Linked DNA regions of Pan troglodytes: region 1 is linked to region 2. Evidence: chromatin contacts called from public Hi-C data. All regions are on one chromosome and are shown on one strand. The core of a region is the stretch at or near the end of the contact, and the rest is flanking DNA. Distances in the headings are between cores, read along the strand shown.

Region 1 (4,831 bases), core at 1,993-4,492, 250 kb after region 2:
GAAAAGAAAAAGAAAGATAAACCACCCATAATCTTGGGTTTGATTTCCTATGTATCATATAATATTGAAACCAAGTCTAAGACTTTCTATTGTGACTGATAAGCTTATATGTTTCAGAGTGAGGCAACTGGCTGCAAAATCGTTTTCTTCCACAACTAATGTATTAAATATTCTCAGTTTCGCCATATTTAGACGTCCCAAGGTTCAAAACAAATGCATTGTGGCACTGCAATTCTCTACATTGTCTATCAATTTCTTCAATATTTTTTTTTTTCCTTGCTTGACTTTACAGATTGCCCTCCTGAGAGCAAATTCTTGCCCATGTCTTTTTCTGTGGGTATCTAGGTCTAAACAGGTTGGGGTAAGATTTTTGTAATGCGCGGTCAGTTAAGACTAGAATTTTCCACCACCCATTGATGAGAAAATGTTAAACTTATCAAGGAAATGAACGTCAAGTTGCACCCCTCCCTGCTGCAGAATAGCAATCCCGCTGTGGGCGAAGTGAAACTGGACTTCAGTGAGTTCCCAGAACGAATTTTGCAGACTTCGGTGCACTCCCGGGCCTGATAACCGATCTGCCCGTGGAGCTGCTAACACATTCCCCCACTTCTTAGGCCAGTCCAAAACCGCAAGACTGTGCCACCACATTGCTGTTAATTTCACAGAAGGGTTGGCATTCTGTAGTCTTGACTTAAAAGGAAGCAAGGAAGCACTTTGCTGGAAAACTGACTAAATATCTTGTGAATTTGAGGAGGATTTTATGCCAAACTTTGGCCTCATTTAGCTTGGAAGGAGACAGAACGCTTAAGATATTATGAAGGGGATTTTATTTTTGTATCAACTTTATGCCTTTACAGGCTTCAATGCTATTACAAAAAAAAATCAGTGATTTTAAATGACTATTACAGGATCTTCTCTTCCAGGCAGGTTTTGGTCAGGCAAGGACCTTTAAACATTATGTAAAATATGGTTGATAATATTCACACATTAAAAAAAAGGTGTGTGTCTCCTCACTGGCTCCTTAAGTCTGCAAACATAATCTAAAATTATGCAAAATTGCCTGCTGAACTCGCCCTTGGGTTACAGACACGTGAAGTAGTGTGGGCAAACAAACCAAAATGCCCTTCGATTTCTCTCTGACCAGGGCAGCAGCAGGCCCCTTTAGACCCAGAGGCTAGACTGGAGGGCAGAAAGGGTCGGGGAATGGTGTCAAGCCTCCCAATACCCACACAAAAGGAAAGGGCTTTAAGTTTTTCTCTCTGAGAACAAAATAAAACAGACAACACAACATCAACAAAGAAATAAGGATGTTCCAGGAGGGTTTGGAGAGTGAGTTTCTTGCAGTAGAGTGCCTTTTTTTTTTTTTTTTCTTTCCTGCTCCCTGCAGGGATGTCTGTGCTCCACTGAAAAATTCTGTCTGTTCGGGAGGGAACCCAGGATGCAGACCAAATGCAAGACCCATGCAGATGCCCAGGTAAGCTGAAATTTCCTGCCACCGGGGCAGGGCCTGGAAGTCTGTGCATACATTTCTAGGGGAACTAACTTTTCGTCCAAGCCGTAATAACCGACCAACCGACTGTTCTGGGAGCAGAGAAATAAAGGGAGGAAAAAACTCTCCAACAGCTTAGGGGAGGAGGCCCCCACTGCTTACCTTCCCGACTTGGTAATGACCATCTCGGTGCCCCGCTTGTGAAACTGATCCCAAAGTTCTTTAGCCTCCAGGTGCACCTTGGGGTCGTCCTCCACCTCTTCTTCGGGCTCCATGGTCTTCAAAGGCCTCAGATGCGCCTGGGGCCCCAGGGAGGAGAACGGGATGCCGGTCTCGGCCGCCCCCACCAATTGATCCATGATCGGCTTGGCCAGGGCGCCCGGCAGCGAGAGCGCCGCCGCGCCGTTGGGAGGCAGCGTCAGCGCGGGGAAGAACGGCGGCTGGTGACCCAGCACCGCGCTCATGGCGAAGTCCGGCGCCCGGTGAGGTAGGAACGGATGGTAGGCCATGCTTGTCCCAGGAATGACCGGATCTCTCATGGAGAGGCTCATCCACTCCAGGCGGGGCGCTGGGCTCCAGCCGGGGACAAGTCCGCAGCTGCTGTGTTTTGTTGTTTTTTTGTTGTTGTTTAACAGCAGCACATAATTCAAAAGGGGGGAAAAAGCAAAACAAAAAAGAAAGAAAAAAGAAAAGGAGGCAGAAATCACAACTAATGCACTTCAAAGGGAGGAGGGAAAGTGTCTTTTGGAGAATGGGAGGCCGCTTTTAAAGAGAGCAAGGCGAAAAATCAGCAAACATAGTCGCGCGGGTGACCGTCCTTGTGCCTTGCGTTTTTAAAAAGCCGCTCCTGAACGTCGGTTTCAGAAGCGAGAGGAGCGAGCAGGGTCTCGACTCGCGCCCGAGCCCTGCCGCTGAGCTCGAAATAGACACTCCAGCCCTGCGTCCCAGGAATCTCTCTCCAGCCCCTAGGTCTTTTGTTGCAAATGTGAAAGGTTCTCCTAGAAGACTTTTTACCTTTCTTTTTCTTCTTCCCCCGCCCCCTATCTCTCTTCCTCTCCCTCTTTCTCGCTGGTGGCGTCTGCAGCTGTGCTAGACCCGGCTTTAACAGGGAGCGAGAGAGCGGAAAAAGTCTCTCTCCTTTAAAAAAAAAAAAAATCTGATTTAAACCCCCTTCTACCAGCGCTATCAAAACTTGAATTGCAAACTGGCTTCCGTTCGCCGCCCTCCTCCTTCCTCTGCTCCGAGCCTCCGGAGGGTGTCTCGGTTTCAATCCAAATCTTGCTGGGCTCTTCTCCCGTGCCTCTCTCTCTTCCTTGTCCTAAAACGTGAGCGAATTCGCTTCCTAAATCTGTGTCCAGGCGCGCACGGCAGGGAGGATTTAGAGGGGGAAAAAATGGAACAGAGGGAAAGAGAGGGAGGGGAGAGAGAGAGAGAGAAAGAGAGAGACGGAGTCGGAGAGGGAGGGAGCGAGAGAAAGCGAGAGCTCCTCGCCACCCTCCGCCGCCTCTAGAATTCACCGGGCGTCTGCTCGGCGGCTCTAGAAGGTCGGGCTGCGCTGTGGGCTGCGGGGAGCCGGAGGCCTCTTGATTGGCTCTTTGACGCTTTCGGACCAATTGTGTTGCTGCATAGGCGTGGTTTTCACAGGTCGAGTGCTGGGGGATAGAGCTGAGTTATAAAAAGAAGGTGTCGGAAACTGTAACGTCGCAGCGCCGCATCGGTACTACTGCCTGTCCTGTGAATATGTCAACATGATCAGAGGGCGGGCGGGAGCCACTGGGGAGCGCGCGCGCACAGAGTCGCCTCTAGGTGGCTTATCGAGAGATCGCTGCAGCCCCTGAGCTCGCTCGCTCTGGTTCAGCCCACGTCTGAAATGCCTCAGTCATCCAGCCGGGGATCGAGGGAGGAGGCAGGGCCAAGGAGGAAGGGGGAGGGAGAGAGGGAGGGAGCCAGCGAGCAGGCGAGCCGGGCGGGGAAGGCGGAGAGCGCGCCCGGGCGCCGGGCAGGGGCGCTCGCCTCTCTTGCACTCCGCTCGCCTCTCCGACCGCCGCGGCCGGTTCTCTTTCCAGCTCTCCTTCTTCTCCCTGCCCCGGGCGAGCCGGGCGGGTGGCCGAGCCTCCCCGCGAGCTGCCATCCGGCCACTCGGTTCTACAAAAGCCGGCGGCAGCGGAGAGGCGAGCGCCGAGACTCCAGGCTTGCGTGCTCTCCAGCCCCACGTGGAGCCAAGCTCCGCCCGGCCGCCGCTGAAGGGCTCCCGAGCTCGGGTGTCTCGGTGCTGGTCTCCCCTGCGTCTGGGCTGGGGGAGCACAAGGATGCGGCCATATCTCAGCACACGCATGTGTGGGCTTCCTCTCCACTGCGCCCCACCCGCAGCCATGTGCGGGTACCCAAACACCCCCGGTGTATCTGTACTCGAACACGCGCCAACATACTGGGACTGAAACACACACCGAAAAACACGTACACACAAACACGTACACAGCCTGCGCGGCTGGCCCTGCCTGAGCTCCTGGGGAAGATGGATTTGGGATTTTTATGAAATGCATTTACCAGCCCTTTTGGATCTCGTCTTTCATTTGCATGCGGGCCCCCATATTCCACCTGGATGTGGGTGTGGGTGTAGAGAAGAGAATGGAGGATCTGGACAAAGCGAGCACAGCGAGAGACTGGGTTCTGAGCCTGTCCCCTCCAAGCCGCTGCCCTCACCTCGAGGCCCGGCTGGGTGCACAGCAGAGGGTAAGGGGTGGGCGATTGGGTTGGGGGAGGCGCGCCAGCCTGGTATCTTCTCTAGGCATCGCACTTATCTCTCGGTGCCTCAGTTCTTTCTCCACCCCGGGGACTTAATCTGGCCAGAAGTCGGGGAGGGAGGGTGAATTTGTAAAACAAACCGTGAAACGCCCCCACCTCAGAGGCGAGATGACTGTTTTTAGTACGGGTAGGGTGGGGGCCTCCTCTTAGGCGGACGGGAGGGAAACGACCGGATCTTACCAATCGCCGAATTACCAGCTCTGTTACCGCAGCGCCCGGCCGGGGTCAGAGGATTCGCCTAAGCCCACAGTTCTTGATTCTGGGGGCCAATGTCTTGGACCATCCTTGCTTAGATGGAGGGAAATCTTGAAAACAATGTTCTTTTATCTTTCCTGAGATGAAAGCTTTTTCGATGGAAAGGGAACGGAGAAAGGGCTGATCTGGGGGCTTAGGGGTTTAAGAGACTCAGGGCTTTGGATGTGTGTGTCTCTGTAGGCCAGCACAGGCCTCTCTCGCATTTTGCCTTGTGCACCCCCGCAACCCCCAGCAACCCCGAAACCCCAACGTGGCACCAAGGGAAGGGTGAAAATGAAGTGC
Region 2 (5,199 bases), core at 796-3,295:
AACGCTGACCTCGAGAAGGAGAGCTGCCTGACCCCGCCTGGCCGGCGCTCGCCTTCCTGACATCTCCCCTCCACCCCCTACTCATCACCCCTACTCTCAACGACTCTGGGGTGAAGGCAGGGTGAAGGTGCATTGGGATGGGGGCCGAGATCAAAGATGCTAAGAAATCGCTGCGGGCCCCCACCCCCCACCCAGTGGGGCCACCAGACCTCCCCTGCTCCAGGTGTACACAAGGCAGTGCCCAGTTTTATTAAAATAATCAAACAGTCACTGGGGACTGGCTAGGGTTTTCATCTCCACTGGTCTCCTCTCCTTGCCCTTCCCCTCTCTGAGATGTGTGTGTGTTTTTTTTTTTTTTTTTTAGGGTGAGTTGAAGAGGTCAATAAAAGCATAAACACAGTCAGTAGGTCTCAGCCTGAGCAGACCCAGATTGGGACACCGAATATTGGTGCTTGGAGTAAATGTCAGGAGTCCTGTTCTGTTTCCCATCCTTACCTCCTGTACCCCCATCATACTGATTTTTCTAGGGTTCTGATAAGAGACTTGGGCCTGCAAGTCAAGGTCTGGAGAAAGGGATGGAGGGAGGAGAAATGCCCCGAGATCAGCAGCTGTGTAACCCTCTGTGACTGCTCTGCTAAAATCCCAGGCCAGGCCATTGCTGCAAAATGCCAAAGTGGAGAATCTCCAACCCTGAATGTGGGGCAACCAGGGAGAAAGCCAGCCCTCCTTTGCTATGGTGCTCACTCCACCTTCCAGGTTTGTTTGCAAACAGATCTTTTCCCTTTGCCCAGGCGATTTATTTATTTGTGAAAACACCCTCACCCTCCAAGTCAGCTTGGAGGCCTTTGGGCTTGCTAACAAGGCGACCCTAGGCGGAAGACACGAAAAACAAACATGGCATCGGAAGAAGGCTGAACCGCTACATCTCCAGTAGAGGGAAAGGGAAATCCAGAAAGACCTTCCCAATCCCTTTAGGTTCTCAGAGATTTGGGGATAAAATTAATTCCCATAAATAATCTTCAGGCCCCTCCAGAGAGGAAAAATCTGGACTCTCCCAGGTAATAGCCCAGCCAGATTTGCTTAGCTCATTGAGCACAGATGGTCTGGGCCACCAAGCAAAATAGGGATTTTCAAACCTTTCGAGAGAATCCATTCTTGCCAGGTGACACACGAAGCCATTCTTATTTCGTTCATGAAAAGTAGCAGCACAGCAAGAGAAGATTCAGCAAGACCAAGACGGGGTGAAAAGCCAAGGAGGGCCAAGTGCAAAGAGAAACCTATTTCCCCCCTTAGTCCTCCGGGGTGAAACTCACCTCCAACTATCCCACCTCTTCTTTGTAGCGCAAAAGCCAGGAGTGCGCCTCGCTGGAGAGGAGGGCTCAGGTGAAGACTTTGAAAAGGACCACCAAAAGAGACCTCTTTAGGCCAGGTCTTCTTCCAACGTCTGTCAAGAAGAGCACGTATCTCCCAGCTCAAAGTTGGTTTGTGGTCTCCGACAAATTAAATATTACTGTTTATTACCAGGCATACCCCAGTAAAATAAAGAGGCAACCAGGCGATAGCGACTATCTCACCAGCCGCTGCACCTATAGGACTTGGAGACGTCACGAGTCACGCAACCGGCCCGCGCGCTGTCACGTTTGGCTGGGGGGCAGCGGCGGGAGGTAAATTTCTCTCCGTCTTCGCCTATCAGTGCCGGGTCTGCGCAGCCACAAGTCCCGGACGTCTTGGCCCCGGGAATAAATAAAGACATAAACCAGCCCGGCTTTCTCCGGAGAAATGAGGGTGATGAACATAAGACACAAATAGAGCCAAGATCGACTTTCTTAGGAAGGGGGAGAGGAGGGAACTCTTCACGAAGGGAGGTGGGAGTCCACCTCAGACCTCTATTGGAAGGAAATCGAGTTGTTCCGGGGGACCGAGGTCTCTTGCATAAGGCATGGGATCCTTATTATTATTATTTTTTTAAATCCCCCGCGGAGGAGCTCTTGGCAAATGAATACCGAGGCGCCGCTCTAGCTGGTTAGGCTGGGGATGCGATAACTCAGTGCCCTCTTGCAGACTTGCATAGAAATAATTACTGGGTTGTCGTGGAGGGGACACGAGACAGAGGGAGTTCTCCGTAATGTGCCTTGCGGAGAGAAAGGTCCAAGAATGCAATTCGTCCCAGAGTGGCCCGGCAGGGGCGGGGTGAGAGTGGGTGGTGGAGTAGGGGTGGGAGTGGAGAGAGGTGATTTCTGTAGAGAATAATTATTGTACCAGGGCCCGCCGAGGCACGAGGCACTCTATTTTGTTTTGTAATCACGACGACTATTATTTTTAGTCTGATCAATGGGCACAATTTCTAAGCAGCGCAGTGGTGGATGCTCGCAAACTTTTGCGCACCGCTGGAAACCCACTAGGTTGAGTTGCAAAACGTACCGCGTAGACGCCCCTGGTGGCGCCGAGAGAAGAGCTAGGCCTGCCCAGCACAGAGCCGGAGAGCGTCGGGCCTTCCGGAAGGGTAAGTTCTCCGCCAAGTGGTCCCGAGGGAGCTGGACGTCTGAATCTGGACTTGCCCCCAGCTTCGGGGTTCGATTCTGGGTTTTGCGCGTCCCCAACCCCCAGGGCTTTCCGAAGCATGGCCTGGCTCCAGGCCCGGTCCTGTAAGGACTGGAACGGCAGCAAAATGTGCAGGGAGGCAGTCGGCCGGCAGAGCTGCGGCGGGAGCCAAGGTCAGGCCCGCGGGGAGAGCGGGCAGCTTCCAGCGCCGGCCACAAGCTCCCAGGCCAGCTGGGCCGCAGACCCCTTTGCTTCCAGAGAGCACAACCCGCGTCCTTTCTCTCAGCCAGGCTGCAGTGGCTGCCCCGAGCTTCGCTTTCGTTTCCCAAGTTGTTAATAACGATACGTCCCCAAATCCGAGGCTCGTGTTTGCTCCCAGATGCCAAGAACGCAACCCGAAATCCTTCTCCCAAACCCTAGGTCGACGAGATGAGTTCCTACTTGACCTCTGAGCCGAGGTGGGCCGGAAACCGAGGCCTAGGCCCCGCCGGGGCTGCAAGGAAAAGGCGAAACTCCGAGCGTAGCGTCTTTTCCGTGTGGTTCCTTTCTCTGGCATCCCGGACCGCGGGCCCTGCAGCCACCTGGACCGGCGTTCAAAGGATTCTGCAAGTCCAGCTTCACAGACTGGCTTTCCCAGACGCTCCGAAGCCCGCACCACGAACAGAATAAAGGAGAGACGAGAGATCGCAACTAGATTTGAGAATCCTCGTTCTTTTCCCCAATCGTTCGGGCAGTAAACTCCGGAGCCGGCTACAGCGCGCATCCTCCCTTCCTCCTTTAGGAGGACTGTCGCTTTCCCGAAGCTGCTCCCAGCTGGGCTTTCTCCCGAAGTTTATTTTTCTCATTTTGCAAAATTCCTGCCCTGATTTTAATACTGCAACAGGACAGCAGAGGTTCCTCTTTAAAAAGTCAAAACCCAAACCAAAGGGGCCCATTGCTGTTGATAATTTTTTTCTTCACTTTCTCCTTCCGTTTTTAAGAAAGACACTTCCAAAACTACCCATTGTTTTCCTCTCAAAAGAGAACTCGCTTTAAAATGCATCCCTTTCTATTTCTCTCCGGATATGTCCCCACCTGACCCGGTGGCAACTTGTGGGGCGTGGGGGTGGTGAAAAATAGAAGTGTGGACGGGGCTGGGAAAATGAATAAGAATTATAACAATAGAAATGATGACAAAACTAAACTTTGACCAATTCAATTTGCAAAAGAAAGGGTTGGTCTGAGGGTGAGACATTCCCTGGTTTCTCAAGGGGGTCACTTTCCCTCTCACCGAGTTAAATCTGGCTCTGTTATATTTTTTCCAGGAACACAGTATGTCTCTTCCCAATGTTTTATTCGGTTTCTGGTTTCCCCACTTTTGACCGGAAGTATGTGGGAAGGATACTGGCTGTTACTATTATGATTATTGAGTGTCCAATACTCTCCTCCAATATTTCCACCAAGAATTATTATCGCTGCTCTCCTCATTCATGTTAGTGTTGCTTTGTGTGCTTTAGATGACAATCGTCCTCTTTCCTCTCCAAGTTTGGAGGGTGAGGGTTTTTTGTTGTGGTGGTGGTGGTTGGGTTTTTCTTTGTTTTGGTTTTTTTGTTTTTCCTGTTCAGGGTAATGAAATGAGAACTGGAAGAGGGGATATCATTTCGAGGCCCAGCTGAGAAGGATCCCAATGCTAAAAATTTACACACTTCAAAGAGCAGAAAGGTGGAAGCGTGTGCTGCTTGGACACAAGGATGCCACTGTTCTTATCTCCTCCAATTTGGGAAGTGCCCAGCCTAGAAAGGTGAGGGTCCCATCTGGGAGACCATGGAGTACCCCCAGGGTCACACTGAGCCTAAGAACTTCAACCATCCTGCAGGTCAAAACCCACTGATAGGTCTCCCAAAATGTTTGGGGTAGGGGGAAGAAACATAGGGCATTCCAGGTCTGTAACCCTGCAAGAGAGAGACTCGAACTAATATGTCTAGGTCTGGGGTGAAGGTGGGGGGCCTGTCTGGATACCTCCTCCCTCAATTGAAGGGCTCGTTGGAAACATAGGAACCCACTGCTCTCTGGGACTCTGGAAAGACAAATTTTCTTTGGCAAACGGAACAGTGTCGCGCTGTCGACAGAGCAGACTATTTTTCTTGTTCCCTCACAAGGTGGGGGTGGGGGGAAAGAAAAGGAAGCAAGAAAGAAAGGGAAATTAAGTCCACACGTGTTAAGCTCGCTCAAAGGGCCAGAGTCAAAACCAGAGATGAAACTTCGACTCCAGTTCTGGCTGCCCGCGGGCCTCTTTCCAACCAGCCAGGCCTCACAGAGCAAGGCATCCCCACTGGAGAGAATTCGATCTGATGTTTCATAAAGCGCTTTATTTAAGGAGAAGGGGCATGGGTCTGTCTCCAAGTCTACGCTGCAGAAATCCAGAATTTGTAGCGGCAAAGAAAACAAAGGAGATAACAATTGTAATCATAATTACCCTCTTTATGAAAACTCATCTTGATGTCCTCCAAATCAAAACAACAATTCAGGCAATATTCAAGCAATGGCCAAAATCATCCAGGCCATTAAATCATCCAGGCCATTGTTTTACAAAATTCCTAAGGTCTGACCAGGCTTTCGGACTTGGGCCTAGCTGGGTCAAGAGAACCTGAAATGCTGTTGTCAAGAGACTCTGAAATC

The links. A called contact is a pair of places that touch in the nucleus more often than the background predicts.
Region 1: a Hi-C map of induced pluripotent stem cells shows a contact between it and region 2, with 5 times the contacts expected there. The contact joins the promoter of TBX3 here to the promoter of TBX5 in region 2. A contact is called at or near these places in 2 of 7 Hi-C or Micro-C datasets (both in induced pluripotent stem cells) and 1 of 1 other capture datasets (stem cell-derived neural stem cells).

Annotation. Positions count from the first base shown.
Region 1 is chr10:121,475,414-121,480,244 of NHGRI_mPanTro3-v2.0_pri, forward strand. TBX3 (T-box transcription factor 3) reads right to left here and starts at 3,243. Exons shown (of 8, transcript XM_001154426.7): 1 at 1,652-3,243. The coding sequence starts at 2,040.
Region 2 is chr10:121,230,523-121,235,721 of NHGRI_mPanTro3-v2.0_pri, forward strand. It overlaps TBX5 (T-box transcription factor 5), which reads right to left and starts at 2,046. Exons shown (of 9, transcript XM_509400.9): 1 at 1,314-2,046. LOC134807512 (a long non-coding RNA gene) reads left to right here and starts at 2,171. Exons shown (of 2, transcript XR_010148159.1): 1 at 2,171-2,503; 2 at 2,962-5,199.